5 separate regions of the Mus musculus genome follow, and regions 1, 2, 3 and 5 are each linked to region 4. Evidence: chromatin contacts called from public HiChIP or PLAC-seq data. All regions are on one chromosome and are shown on one strand. The core of a region is the stretch at or near the end of the contact, and the rest is flanking DNA. Distances in the headings are between cores, read along the strand shown.

Region 1 (2,700 bases), core at 8-2,507, 560 kb after region 4:
TCTTGGTTAGGTTTTCTACTTGGCAAACTCCTACTCATACTTCAAGGCTTATCCATATTGCTCCCACTGGAAGCCCTCTCTGATTTCCCTATCTCTGTGTTTCATCATTAGCTAATACTCATTCCTTTGGATTTGCCAGGTCACTCATTGAGCCTCACCCTTCATGTGGTTGGACTCTGATGGGAGGGAATCTAGTATTTTCTTGAGGCTCCCAGTTTCTCTCAACTAAAGTCCAAATGTCTCCAACTGCACTTCCCTATTCTTGCTCAGTTACACCGAAGTTATACAGTCTGATAAGACAGTTCAGCTAGCTGCATAGATAACACAAGCCAGGTCTCTGGGCTTCCCTTAACACAGCTGGACAAACAAACCAAAACCCAGAGAGGGGAATCCACCTGTCTGGTGCCACACAGCCAGTTTTTGTTCAATTCTCCTAAACTACCCAGGCCCACATTTCATAAACTCCATCCTGGTTTTACTTAACCAAAATGCCAACACTAATCTTGACACTGCACAGAACTTGTGATCCTCACCCATGACGATAGTGAAACCCAGATAGATAAAGAGACCTGGGCTCCCAAAGGGCACTTGGCTCACTCAGACTCTCAGGAGACAGGTACCAGGGAGTCAGACCTATGGCTAAGGCCCTCTCTATCCCACTGTTTGAGTTAACTGAGCTTTGGAGTGAGGGGATTGCTGGACCTCCGGGGTCTATCTGAAGATAGAAGTCAGGGACAGGGTGCTCATTGCTTGTAGGGGGAGTTAACTCTAGGCCTGAGACAGAGACGATGGTACAGGGCATGCGTACCAGGGAAGTTGGGTGAGTTGGGCTTTATCTAGGAAAATACTTTGACCCTGGGTGACTTTGGAACTGGCACAGCATACATCCCTGGAATACTCGTAAATGCCACAACCCACTATGGCTCCACATCACCTTTCCCCAGAAACTTACAACTTCATCTTCCTGACAGCGCGGCTGGAGAGGGATTTCTGCTTGCAATGGCGTTCCCCCGGCCCAGCTCCCATCCTATGGGATTTTGCTACCCCTCATCCTCCCTCCAGCCCCATGGTCCTCATGGACGAAAACGCACTGTGAGAACGCCGAAACTTGATTGAGTAGGTAGGACACTGGCAGGGCGCAGAATGACATTGCCACAGTCCTGCCGGCTAGGGGCGGGATGTCCATGGCAGCGGCACCCCGACCCCGGCGAGGCCTCCAGGACGCTTGGCTCCGTGACCGCAGCGCGTCAGAGCTCTGAGTTGCCAGGAACCTGCCTGCCCCCCCCCCCCCCCCCGCGCGCAAAGGTCGCCCCGCGCAGGAGCTGGTCACCACCCTTTCCTGTGTTGAGGTTCTTGGCCAGTATGCGGAGGGGGTGGGTGGGGAGTGCCGCCCTACTATCAGGAGACTCCGCCCATAAGCTCCCTTTCTCAGTCCTTTTATCCATTGCACAGCGTCCTTTCCCAGTTTTCAGCCGTCCCACATCTGCAGCCATGCCCCCTTACCTCTACCCAGCTTATAACTCCGCCCCCATACCCTAGTCACCTGTGGGGCTGAACTGTAGAGACTTCCCTTTACCGAGTCCACAATAGTCCCTTACCTAAGACCCATTCACCTCTCCTAGCCCTACTCACAGGCATTAGCTCAAGAGTGCAGCCACGCTCTACATGGCCCCGCCCCCAGGCCCTACACTCACAACTTGTACACACTGCAGTCCAGCCCCTGGCCACACTCCCACTACTCAGCTCTGCCAACTCTAGGACCTTTTGTGTCATGCCCAACCAGATCTTGGGAGAGGGAAACATTGGGGAGATGGAAGACCAGAGGAGCAAGACTGGAGTACTCAGATTTATCATTCTTATTCTCTTGAGGACTTTGACTAGCTGGAGAGGTCTGGGGAGGATCCAGGGCAGCACAAATGGGATGAAGCTGCAAAGATTGACCATCACGGGCTCCAGCTGGGCTCTTGCAGCTATGCAGTGAGCAATACATGAGACAGCCCAGGCCTCTGCCTCTAGACAGGCCCTACCCATACTCCAGCTGTGCCCAGTCCACACCAGCCCATGCACATATCATGAAGTGTTTGGAAGCCTCTTTTTCCTCTGCCTGGGGTAAAGTCTGAATCAACTGGCTGGTCTCCAGTTACTGTGAACTCAATGAGCCTCAGTGGGACTGGAGGAGGGACAAAAGAGGTTTCTGGCAACAGCAGGAACTGGAATGCTGGACAGGTGAGCATTGGGACTTTAATACACAGCACAACACTTGTGACCACAGGATAGAGATGGATGCCAGAACATTTCATAGTCCAAGGATGGCCGATCTGAATGTAGACTTTGTGTTTCCAGAATATTCAGTAGTAGGGCCGTCTGGGGTTGTTCTGTGGAAGCCCAAAAAGATCAAAGGAGTGTTAGTGGAAAACTATAGGTCCTCCCTCCACAACGTTGCAGGCAGCAGAGCTGACATCCTGTGAGGGCTACAGCAGGGGTTTTGTCATCTCTCTCAAACTAACAGGCAGTCAGGGAGGCACGCACCAGCGGGTTGGGCCGGAATCGGTAGGCCAGCATCATCCTCTTGCGGAAGGCCTCGTACTCATCATCCTCCTTGGAGAGTTCAGCTGGCCGGTCGATGCCAAAGCCAGCTCCATCTATTGTGGTGGCACCCCTGTGGAAGGAAAACCAGCAGTCATGAGTAGGAACCAGGAT
Region 2 (2,700 bases), core at 148-2,647, 590 kb after region 4:
GAATCCACCTGTGTCCAGTCCGAAGTCCTGTGCTTTCAGGCACACAACAGTACATCTGGCTTTTTTACATGAGTACTGAAGATGGGGAGCCAGGTCCTCACTCTTGGGCAACAAGCATTTTAACTACCACCATCTCGTCAGCCCTTAAATTCTAAATGTTGAAAGCAAAACTGACTCCCTAGACACTACCAGAGTTGACACCCCTAATTATTTCCATTTCATTCATAACAATCTCCAAGGAGACAATCCTAGTCCACTCTGAGGCCTATCCAGCCTCTGTGGTGAAACCTCTGCCTTCCTATAGACAGCATCTACTCATATGGAACATCTTGTACTCAAGAAAGACTTTTCATGGAGCCAGAGAGATGGCTCAGAGGTTAAGAGTGCTTGTCACTCTTCCAGAGAATCCAAGCAAACATCCAGGTGGCCTACTATAACTCCAGCTCCAGGTACTCACACACAAAGACATAAAGACAAATGGATTTTTAAAAACTGTTAAGCCTTCCCTGACCTTCAATATATTAGCAGCATCCAACCTCACGTCACGAGAACTAGTTCTTTGCAAAATTTGCTTCCAGGTGCACTGACACGCAAGCTTAGCACAGCGTTTGGCACCCAGCAAGTGTGGAAGCATATGGTGAATGGGCAAATGCATTTCATCCTAGGGGCACAGGGAGAGCTAAACCCGTAACCGTGGGAAACCGCCCTGGCTGACCCAGTGCAGTTCGGAAACGCACATTTCCCACAAGGCAGGACCCAAGCCAAAGGGGACCGGAGGGGCAGGAGGGATGTCCCAGGCTGTCCGCTGTGGATGCCACCGGCCCGAGAGCAGTTTATTGGGAAAGCCCATGCGGTTCCCACCCGGCGCCCAGGCCTTTGAGGGAGACCAGGAGCGCTCCTCAGCCACGGGCGGGGGTTGGGGGGCGAACCCGAGTCTGGGGTCTCGGCAGACCAGAGAAGGGCACACGCAACGTTACTGTAAGTTTCCCTGGGGCTGAGGCGAGAAGTCCGCGTGTCAGGTCCGTGACAGAAAGTAGGGTGAACAGGAGACGTGCAGTCGCGAGAACCCAGGCGGGCGGCGAAGGGAAGTCGGGGGATGTTACCTGCAACATCCCGGTTGTCCATCTTGAGACTCATCCAATCCCACAATGCTCCGGCGCCACCTGAGAAGAGGGAGGCTCTGTTATAGTGCGCTTGGTCTGATGGTAAATGTAGTCCTTCTCCGACAATCTCGTCCAACCCCCTTCTAGGACACCGGGCGTCTTCTCCACAGAAACGCCGGCGTCAGTTCACGAACGTGTATTACTCTCAGTTACGATGATGCAGAGGTATCATCCTCTCCTCAGAGTCTTCCTCAGTCGGAGCCACTTCGAACACACACCATAAGACCCAGAAGTCCTTGCGTAGCAGTTCTCGCGAGAATTGCGGGTCGCCAGGCCCCGCCCCTCAAGGTGCTTCCGCCTCTCTGTGGAGGCGGCTTGTTGTTGTGCGGGCCAAGATGGCGGCACAGGCGGCGGCTGCGGCGCAGGCGGCGGCTGCAGCTCAGGCTGCCGCCGCACAGGCCGCACAGGCCGAGGCAGCCGAGTCGTGGTATCTGGCTCTCCTGGGTTTCGCCGAGCACTTCCGAACATCTAGCCCGCCCAAGATCCGCTTGTGCGTTCATTGCCTGCAGGCCGTGTTCCCCTTCAAGCCGCCTCAGCGGATCGAGGCCCGGACGCACCTGCAGCTCGGCTCGGTGCTTTACCACCACACGAAGAACAGCGAGCAGGCGCGCAGCCACCTGGAGAAGGCGGTGAGTGTGCGGGCCAGGCGGGCGGGCCGCGGGTACCGGGGACTCGATCCTCTCCGCCTCGTCGGGCTTGGGACTTCCGAAGGCCTCGCCCTCACCTGCGGTGACAGACGCGGCTCCGCCACGCCCTCTCACCCGGGAACCGGGAAAGTTGTCCCTCTTCAGCTACTTGGTGCTTGCATCGGGGACCCTCCTAGTCGGGTGGCCGCGGGAACAGGACCCAGAGCGTCAGCCTAGAAGCACCTACCTAAGGAAGAGATGCGAGCTCCCTGACGTGTGAAAGCGAGGTCGCAGGAAATCTGAAAGTCCAGGACTTCTGACAGTCAGGTGTCTAGGTCTGGAGTCCCAGATCCTTGTGGCATGGATATTGGGGAAGGTGAGGCCTTCAGCCTCTTGTTGAACGTTGTTGCCTTGTGAGGACCTGAAGTGCAGAAAGTAGCTTCTAGAGTCACTTGCACCTCGGGGGTCTGGAGGTCAGTCTCACTGTTGGTGGCTTCTTCTCCCACCACGAAATGGTCCATCTTTGAAAGAGTCCCCACTCCGCCTCCAACTTGATTTGTGACGTCTTGGTGCTTCACAGAATTTCAAGAGGTAGCTGTCATTCAGCTTCTCAGTAAGACTTGTTTCTTCTCATGGCAACTGTGTCTCTTCCACACCTCCGCCTCTTTTTTGCCATTTTCCTATCTTTGTTTCCTTGACTATTCAGATGTTTAATGTTCTGACCTGCAGACAGTCTAGTAAATTGCCTTCAGGAGGGGATCAAAATTCTTGTTTCCCACACTGTGCATAGTTAGAGCTTCTAATCCTCACTGAACCAATAAACTTCCTTATTTCAAGAGTGAAACCGTATAGGCTTAGCTAAGTAAAGTGATTTAGCAAAGACCACACTGTGTGAAGTTTGGGTTTTTTGT
Region 3 (2,700 bases), core at 124-2,623, 860 kb before region 4:
AAGGGTTCTAGCCACCACGCCCACAGGATTCCCATTAGGTTTTAAAGTCTTTTCCAGAGTCCGCTGGTTCCCCTCCTCCTCACAAGGAAGGGCCTCAATTGTAGATGAGCGTTCCGGGTGGATCTTAGAGCCCTAGAGGGAGGCTTTTGCTTGTAGCCCCCTAAAGATATTACTGGCACATAATAAATATGAAAGTCCTTTGAAGACTGGTTTGTATTTGTTTGTGTGTGTTTGTTTGTTTTAAGCCAGAGTTTCCCTCTGTACCTCTGGCCATCCTGAAACTCACTCTGTATACCAGGTTGGCCTCGAACTCAGAGATATGCCTGTCTTGGCCTCCCAAGGGCTGGGATCAAAGGTATGTACCACCACCACCTGGCTGGTTTCTATTTATGTTTTTATTCTGTAAACAAGGTCACATTATGCATGCCAAGTTGGCTTTGAATTCTGGATCTCACTACCTCAGCCTCCTGAGGACAGTGATGACTCTCATGCTCAGTGGGGACTGGTGAGACAGCTCAGCAGGTTAGGTACTGACTGCTCCTAGAGAGGATCTGGGTTTGGTTCCCAGCATTAACATGGCAACTTACAACTACATGCAGGGGATCTGATGCCCTCTCTTGAACTCCAGAGGCAGCACACATGCAGGTGGTGCAATCAAGGTAACATAGAATCTTTAAATGAATAGATGGCAGCTGTGGCGGGTGGCATGCACCTTTCAGCCCAACCCTGTGGCTCAGTGGGTAGAGTGCTTGTGTTGCATGAATGACACCCTGGACTCCATCTCCAGCACCACATAAACTGGGTGTGGTGTTATTCCAGACCTGAAGAGGCTGAGGCAGGAGGATTGGGACTACAAGGCCAGCCTGGGCTACAGGAGACCCTGTTTCAACCATCAGGACTAAATAAAAATGAAAAGCTATCCTATTGCCTTCTGGTGCAAACATATTGAAAGATGCATCTCCTCAGGTTGGTACAGATTTAAAAAAAAAAAAATAGTAGCCCTTACAGAAACAACATGCAACAGAATGAAGCCCAGCGTGGTGAAACAGGTCTGTCCCTGGTGGGGAGGCTGAGGCAGGGGACTGAAGGGCAAGGGCAGCCCTCTAATGTCCAGCCCAGCTGTCCTTGAATCCCAGCAGCAAGCTGGAGCCATCGAGGGAAAAGCAGACAAACATGAAGGCAGAAGGCGGCTGCTCCCTCCAGCGTTGGCCCCTGTGGGAGCAGGAGGTGAATCACACAGCCTGTGTGCCACACTCTGCCTTGGGGACAAAGCGGCGATATTTCCTGGATCCGGAAATATGGGCCAGAGCCTGTCACTGCAGGAAGCACTCGGCTGGAGCCCCGCCAACCAGGCCACCAGGGGTCAGCCTGGGAGGCTGCCTGGATGGCTGGGATGAAGGCCCCAAGGAATTGGGGCGGGCCCTGGACCTGCGCCTGAGCTCTGGGATGAAGTCGACCTGACTGAAGGTCTGATAGCCACTGGCCTGGGTGCAGATGGTGATCAAACTCAGCCTTTGTTTTCTCTTCCCAGACACCATGTTTCAAATCTGTACTCTCAGCTAACATGATTGGGAGGCAGAAGGATTGCTTAAACCCAAGAGTTCCAGGCCAGTCTGGGCTACACAGTAAGAACCCACCTCTAACAACCACAGTGGTTGTGATAATGAATCTGAAGTGTCCAGGCAGAGAGGCCTACATTGCTGACATGAGAAAACAAAAGCCTGCCCCCAGCGCTGCCTCAGGAGGGTCCTATACTGGCACAGTCCTCTTCATCATGGATTCTGAACCCGCCCTCTGTTGGTCACACATCCTTCATGGCTCCCCATTACCCTACAGCCTAGTTTCTCAGCCCCTTTGGCAGCTTACAGACAGGGTTCAGCCCTGGCTGCTCTCAGAATATCTGATCAGGACTTAAGGGTGAACAAAGTTTATTTGCTTCATTTGTGTTCATTTGTTTCGTTTTGAGACAAGAGGCTCGCTACATAGCCTGGCTGGCCTCCAACTCAGAGATCCTCCTGCCTCTACAATGCTGGGATCGCTGGCGCACTAACATGCCTGGCTATGCTTTTCCTTGCCTAGCTCCCTGGGTGAGAGTACTTGTTGCTGAAAGAGGAGAAACTGAGTCTCAATTGCCAATATAAAAGCAGGGTATAGTTGTGCACCTGTAACCCTAGCACTGTGGGCAGAGAGAGGAGGATGCTAAACACTGGATACAGAATTGAGACCTGACCTGTGTCCTTTTCTGGCCAGTATGTCCCCTAGAATCCCCACACCCACGTGTATGATAACATCACACACACACACAAACACCATGGGGTAGGGGCTTGGCTCAGTTTTATCTGCCCAGACCCCTCCTCCAGGCAGCTTTTCTGGATTCCCTTCGGCCCCTAGTCTCATCCAGGCTCCCAGGCCCCAGGCAGGGCTCCGGGGCGGAAGGGGGCCAAGTGCCCGGTCCGACTGCCTCCGCTGGGTGAGGCCCTGACTCTTTGGGGATTTCCTGCGTTCTCTATAAATAACCCCCCCCCCCCCCGTCGCTTCCCACAAACTCCTCACCCTTCTTGGAAAAAAGGGACTGCGGCCAAGGCCTCCATGCAGCTGTGTGCCAGCCCCGAGGCAAGTGGCCTACATCGGGCGAGCTGCCCAGAGGGGCGGCCCCGCCCAGCTTGAGGCGCCATGGCTCCTCCTGGGAGCTCGGGACCC
Region 4 (2,700 bases), core at 110-2,609:
ACCTGGGCTGGCTGAGGTTGCATCTGTCTGCGGCCTGTGGGGTTAGGTGGGGTACAGAAGTGCTGAGAACATCGAGGCCTGTCCCAGCATCCAGACCGCACAGGGCTCCCCGTGTGGGAGTGGGCAGCTGCTCGGCCCACTCCCGAGCTCCATATCTACGAAGCCATCTGCATCCCAAGAGACTTTGGGCCGTCCCCAGCCTCAGTTTCCCCACCTGTGACCCATGATGGTCCTGTCTCAACCTCTCATCTCACGCAGCAAGACAGCTGTATCCTGATCCTTGGCCTTTGCTCTGCAGCGCAGAGAGGCTGAGAAACTTGTCCAAGGTCACATGGGACCGCGGGATAGTCCCTCAATTTGTAGCGTGCACCCCCGGCCCCCGCTGTACCCCTACCCTGACGATGTAGACCACAGCAGCCTTTCACAGAAAGAGAAACTGAGGCTCAATGGCTGGCCTGGGACCAGAAGACTGCAGTATTATCCTCTGGGATATGATTCGGAGATCAGCAGCTCGCCCAGGGCAGAGAATCCAACTCTGAGACTTAAATTTGGGGGAAAACGGTCAGAGATGAACATAATCCCAGAACCCCACTCTCACCGGCCAGGTGGCCACCATGCTGTGCCTCCTCACAGAGTGCAGATACCTCAAAACTGCCCACAGCTGCGATCCCAAGGGCGGTGCCACCTCTCTCCACATTGATCTTTAAGAGTCACCCCCGTAGGCAAAGGGTCCTGGAGCAAACAGGTAGTTCTGGGCAGTGCATCAGGGGTGGGGCTTGGATCTGAGGAGGAGTGGTCTGGAATCAGTTTGGGGAGGGTTCTGGGGGTCATCCTGGTCTTGGACAAAGGAGATGGCGGGTGAAGACTTACCATGCACCTACCTTGTCTTCACAGGGGGACATGGAGTAACCCTAGTCAGTCATTAACCTGGAGTGACCCCACAGGTCAGAGGCCACCCAGCAGTATGTAAATACTGGGAGGGACCCCAGCAGGAGCCCTTGATGACACCTGGTGCCCCTCCTTGCTCACTCCTGTCTTCCCCAGAGGCCCTAACTACAGCCACTACCCTTTCAGGGCCCAGGCTGACCGTGGATGGGGCTCCTGGCACCTTCATCCTCCTCCTCCATCTTCTATCTGAGCCTGAGACGAACTGCCCACCCCCTCCAGCCACCTGCCGCCTCCTGTTTGGAAGGAGGCCCGCAGCAGATTTCCTCTTCCCTCCATTCCCAAGAGGAACCCCTGGTCTGGGGATACTGAGGCAGGCACAGGGCAGGGCACGTGTGAGCATCCAGTCATCCTGAAAGGTAAATCTGGTTCCTGAAGCGACAACTGTTCGTACAGGGTTTTGAAGGATTGGTAGGAGTCCCACAGAGGACACCGAAGAGGTGCAGTCCCTGATTTGTCCTTATGTCCCAGCCCATTTGGGCACGGCTGTAATGTCTACTCCTGGGACACTGAGGCATAGGGGTGACTTGCCTGAACTTGCCTTTTCTAGGTTTTCCTTGGCTTCACCTTTGATGGGGGTGGAGGGAGGAGGGAGGGAGAGAGGAGGAAAGAGAGAGGGAGAGAGTCCTGGTCCCAAGAGGAAGGAAGAAGCCACTTGAACTTCAGTCTGGACTCCATCACATGTTCTGTGGGGACGATCAGCCCTCACTCAGGTCCCAGCCCGGCGGTTTCCCTCCCTCCCACCCCCTCCCCCTGCGGAGCCCTGGGATTCCCGCCCGAATTAGCCTGGTCACCCGAGTTGGCATCGCACACGGGGGCGGAGCGGACAGAGTCCAGTGGGTATAAAGGCAGCTGCAGAGGGCTTAACTCAAAGACACACTCAGGACACAAGCGACATGGCCCCGCCCGCGCTCCAGGCCCAGCCTCCAGGCGGCTCTCAACTGAGGTTCCTGCTGTTCCTGCTGCTGTTGCTGCTGCTGCTGTCATGGCCATCGCAGGGGGACGCCCTGGCAATGCCTGAACAGCGACCCTCCGGCCCTGAGTCCCAACTCAACGCCGACGAGCTACGGGGTCGCTTCCAGGACCTGCTGAGCCGGCTGCATGCCAACCAGAGCCGAGAGGACTCGAACTCAGAACCAAGTCCTGACCCAGCTGTCCGGATACTCAGTCCAGAGGGTGAGTAGCAACCAGGGACCCACTTCAGGAACACCCTCTCCAAGCTCCAACCAACACACTCAAGTCCACGAGCCCAGCCCAGCTTCCGAGACTCAGTTTCCCCTGCTGTGACCTCTGGAGCTGCCAGCAGCGGGCTCAGCCAGAGTAGGACGGATGACCGTCCCTAGACCGGAGCTGGACAAATGATGTCCAGAGAGGTCAAGGTCGCTCCTGGAGATGCACAGCACTCGAGTTGGGGAGGACATGGGGGAAGGTTAGAGGGTCCTGGAGGGAAGAGGGAGGGACAGGAGCCAGGTTGGGAGCCAAACGGAAAGAACCTGCGGGAACTGGATCGGAAATCTGACGCAATCGCTTGTAAAGAGACTGCTACAGTAACAAGTGACAGTCGCTTGGATGGGAGGGAGGAGGATCCAGGGGACTGGACTCAGCTCTGGGACCCAGCAGGGCTGAGGGCGGGCCCAGGCTGATTTGGGTCACGCCCCCTTACAAATCCGCTAGGGTTGTGTGAATCCAAGCGAACTGTAGCTCTCCCTAAAGATCTGCAAAGCTACACTTGGATGTGGTGGCGCATGTCTGCCA
Region 5 (2,700 bases), core at 44-2,543, 750 kb before region 4:
GACTCGAGAATAGTCCAATCTAGGACTGTTCTCATCCCAAACAACCAACTATGACTCCTAAACTGATTTATCTTCTGGGTCACCCAGGATTTGTCACCACTAAAGCAGGGTCGATTCTAATCAGATTCCTGGGAAGTCCTTGCTCCAGTCTGATTCTAGTTCTTCCTGATTTCTGTATTTGTATTTTCACAAGGTATCCAGGTGGATTCTTCTAGGTACCCAACAGCACAGGGCTGGGTGTACATGGCTAGCGGAAACCTGAACCTCAGTTCCTTTAAGTCCCCTTATGTGAGGGCTCATCTTGTGGGATGATTTTCACAAGGCACAGAAGGGAGGGCACCTTGTCCAGGTTGGCCGCGTTCTCTGGTGTGTCTATACTGGACCCAGGCCTGCATAGGAGGCAGAACAGGCCTGGCCGTCAGAACTCTGACTCAGGGGTGAAAGGTCACCCCAAGAGGGACTTTTCCCTCTGTTAAACGTTAACAGACCTAGAGTCAGGCCTCAATCCCATCTAGGCCTCAAATGTGAAGGGAGCTTAATAAATCCGTGCCCTGGGGGGTCCTGCATACAAAGGGTGCTTAATAAATGCTTGCTCCAGTAGAATTGGAGGGGGCAGGGGCGTGGCGGCAGCTGGGAGGCTCTAGGCGTGGGGGGCTGGACGGGAGGGGGGCTAGACATCTGTGGCCCAGCCGGTCACCAGGCCAAACCCTTTCTGTGAAGAAGAAGAAAAAAAAAAAAAGGAAAGGAAATGAAGAGAGACCCGGACAACAGCCCGGGACTGGCACGCCTTCCGGCCGGAGAGGCGACTGACGCCCAGCCTCTCCCACCCTTGAAGCCTGAAAGGAGAGAGGGGGACCCCTTGACCTAACAGCGCGGACGCCCACCCCCAGACTCCGGACACCAGGTGTTCACCGGAGCGGAGCGCGAGGCGGAGGCGGAGGCGGGGGCGGGCCGCGGAGACTTTGGGGAGGAGGGGGCCGCTCCAGCTGGCAGCCGCGCAGAGCAAAGCGGGGCGCGCGCCTGAGCGGCGGGGGCGTGCCCCCTGCAGATGTCCCCGGGGGGCGCGGCTGCCGGGAGCCGCGCGGAGCTCCCCGATGCCCCGACAGGACTCGCAGGGGTTAAGGCTGCGCGGCCGCGTGGGGGAGGGTCAGCTGCGCGCCCCGCCCCGCCCTCTCGCCGGCCCACGGCTCCGGGCGGCGCGCGGCTACCCCATGCCCTTATAAGGGCGGCCGTCGCCGGGGCAACGAGCGCCCGCCCCCGGCCGCGCCGCGCGCCCCCGCCCCGCCCCCGCCGGCGCCGATGGAACGCGGGTGTCAGGCCGGCCGCAGCGCGGGGCCGGCGGCGAGCGCCAGGGCGAGGCCGAGGCTCGGGCCCAGGCGCAGGCCGAGGCCGGCCGCGCGAGCGCTCGGCGGGGAGACGATCCAGGGAAGGCCGCGGGTCGCACTCTCCACTCAGCTCTATCGCCTGGACCTCTGCGATTACGGCCGGGCGCGCGCGGCGTGCGGGACTCCGGGTCTCCGACGCGCGCTCCCGCCGCCCCTCCCCCCTCGCCGCGTAACTTGCGGCCAAAGTTTCCCCCCGGGCTCGGGGGCGCCCGCGCGCGCTCGGATGGTGAGCCACTAAGTTGGCCTGGGCGGCGGGGCCGGGCCATGGCCCCCGCGACGCTACCGGGTCCCCAGGACTCCGGACCACGGGACCTGGGCGCCCCAGACTCGCGCCTCTAGCGCGCCCCCGTCGACCGCGGGCACGCGTGGGAAAGTTGGCCTGGAACCGGCCCGACCAGTTCCTGCCTGGCGCGCGGACCGGCCGCAGGAAGTTGCCGCAAAACTTTTTTCAGGGGGGTGTGCGACCGGAGCCCCCCGAGAGCGCGGGCTGCATGCGCCCGGGGTAGCCGGGTCCCTCTCGGGTCGCCAGGCGTGCCCAGAGGGGACGGACTCGTCCCGGGGCGTACCGGCCCCGCTGTCTCCGGGGCTATGGCCATGGTGACCGGTGGCTGGGGCGACCCCGGAGGCGACACGAACGGCGTGGACAAGGCTGGTGGGAGCTACCCACGCGCGACCGAGGACGATTCGGCGTCACCTCCCGGGGCGACCAGCGACGCGGAGCCGGGCGACGAGGAGCGTCCGGGGTTGCAGGTGGACTGCGTGGTGTGCGGGGACAAGTCCAGTGGAAAGCATTACGGCGTGTTCACCTGCGAGGGCTGCAAGAGTTTCTTCAAGCGCAGCATCCGCCGCAATCTCAGCTACACCTGCCGGTGAGCCCCACGCGCGGCCACCGAGCTGGCCCGGACCTGCTCGGTCACCTTGGGCCTGGCGCTGACCTTCCCCACACCCGCATTCCTGCCCCAGACCACGGGTTCGGCCCTAGTGGAGTTGGTGATACATGCGTGCAGGTGCTCCCCCTCTCCTCCCCCGCGCAGGTGGTCTTTGCTCTTGTCCTCCTGCTCTGGAGAGAGCTGGTTCTGCTAGACAGGGAGGGCTCGGGAGTGCTGTCAGGAGTGAGGACCCTCTTTCCAGCCCCCAGTGCCCCCTTTCTCGTGGGGGCCCGTCACGCGTGGTGCCTCGCGGGAATCAGAGGTGCAAGTCGCACCGCGGGGCTGGCGGCGTCCAGGGGCCATTGTCTGCGGCCGCGCGGATCGATCCGGCGCGCCCTTGGGTCAAATATCACTTCCAAAGTCGCCCTTGCATGGGTAGCTGGAGA

What was found. HiChIP or PLAC-seq counts read pairs in DNA pulled down with a chosen protein or histone mark.
Region 1: a contact with region 4 is called in an H3K4me3 HiChIP or PLAC-seq map of embryonic stem cells, with 7 read pairs. The contact joins the promoter of Tm6sf2 here to the promoter of Gdf15 in region 4. A contact is called at or near these places in 1 of 39 promoter capture datasets (liver) and 2 of 115 datasets of contacts at active chromatin or transcription factors (embryonic stem cells and pancreatic cancer cells).
Region 2: a contact with region 4 is called in an H3K27ac HiChIP or PLAC-seq map of microglia, with 4 times the contacts expected there. The contact joins the promoter of Sugp1 here to the promoter of Gdf15 in region 4. A contact is called at or near these places in 1 of 39 promoter capture datasets (cranial neural crest) and 1 of 115 datasets of contacts at active chromatin or transcription factors (microglia).
Region 3: an HNF4G HiChIP or PLAC-seq map of pancreatic cancer cells shows a contact between it and region 4. The contact joins the enhancer-like site here to the promoter of Gdf15 in region 4. A contact is called at or near these places in 4 of 39 promoter capture datasets (hippocampal neurons, neutrophils, pre-B cells and 1 more) and 2 of 115 datasets of contacts at active chromatin or transcription factors (embryonic stem cells and pancreatic cancer cells).
Region 5: an HNF4G HiChIP or PLAC-seq map of pancreatic cancer cells shows a contact between it and region 4. The contact joins the promoter of Nr2f6 here to the promoter of Gdf15 in region 4. A contact is called at or near these places in 3 of 39 promoter capture datasets (liver, neutrophils and pre-B cells), 1 of 15 datasets of contacts at CTCF or cohesin (embryonic stem cells) and 4 of 115 datasets of contacts at active chromatin or transcription factors (embryonic stem cells, pancreatic cancer cells and stem cell-derived neural progenitor cells).

The regions. Positions count from the first base shown.
Region 1 is chr8:70,071,481-70,074,180 of GRCm38.p6, reverse strand. Tm6sf2 (transmembrane 6 superfamily member 2) reads right to left here and starts at 1,257. Exons shown (of 10, transcript NM_001293795.1): 1 at 1,092-1,257. The coding sequence starts at 1,186. Sugp1 (SURP and G patch domain containing 1) reads right to left here. Exons shown (of 14, transcript NM_027481.3): 13 at 2,530-2,659; 14 at 1,834-2,375. The coding sequence ends at 2,349.
Region 2 is chr8:70,041,484-70,044,183 of GRCm38.p6, reverse strand. Sugp1 (SURP and G patch domain containing 1) reads right to left here and starts at 1,397. Exons shown (of 14, transcript NM_027481.3): 1 at 1,104-1,397. The coding sequence starts at 1,137. It overlaps Mau2 (MAU2 sister chromatid cohesion factor), which reads left to right and starts at 1,450. Exons shown (of 19, transcript NM_001376946.1): 1 at 1,450-1,792. The coding sequence starts at 1,499.
Region 3 is chr8:71,495,269-71,497,968 of GRCm38.p6, reverse strand. Plvap (plasmalemma vesicle associated protein) reads left to right here. Exons shown (of 6, transcript NM_032398.2): 6 at 1-216. It also overlaps a transcript of Gtpbp3 not described here. Among named protein-coding and RNA genes, the nearest start is that of Gtpbp3, 7.9 kb to the right of the region's middle. Within about 2 kb of position 1,373, at least 137 of the 459 cell types and tissues checked have an H3K27ac peak or open chromatin away from gene starts, as enhancers often do. A contact at or near this core is called in pancreatic cancer cells, where this site is marked.
Region 4 is chr8:70,630,754-70,633,453 of GRCm38.p6, reverse strand. Gdf15 (growth differentiation factor 15) reads left to right here and starts at 1,359. Exons shown (of 2, transcript NM_011819.3): 1 at 1,359-2,121. The coding sequence starts at 1,842. It overlaps Gm34154 (a long non-coding RNA gene), which reads right to left and starts at 891. Exons shown (of 2, transcript XR_870495.2): 1 at 599-891.
Region 5 is chr8:71,380,545-71,383,244 of GRCm38.p6, reverse strand. It overlaps Nr2f6 (nuclear receptor subfamily 2, group F, member 6), which reads left to right and starts at 1,293. Exons shown (of 4, transcript NM_010150.2): 1 at 1,293-2,254. The coding sequence starts at 1,974.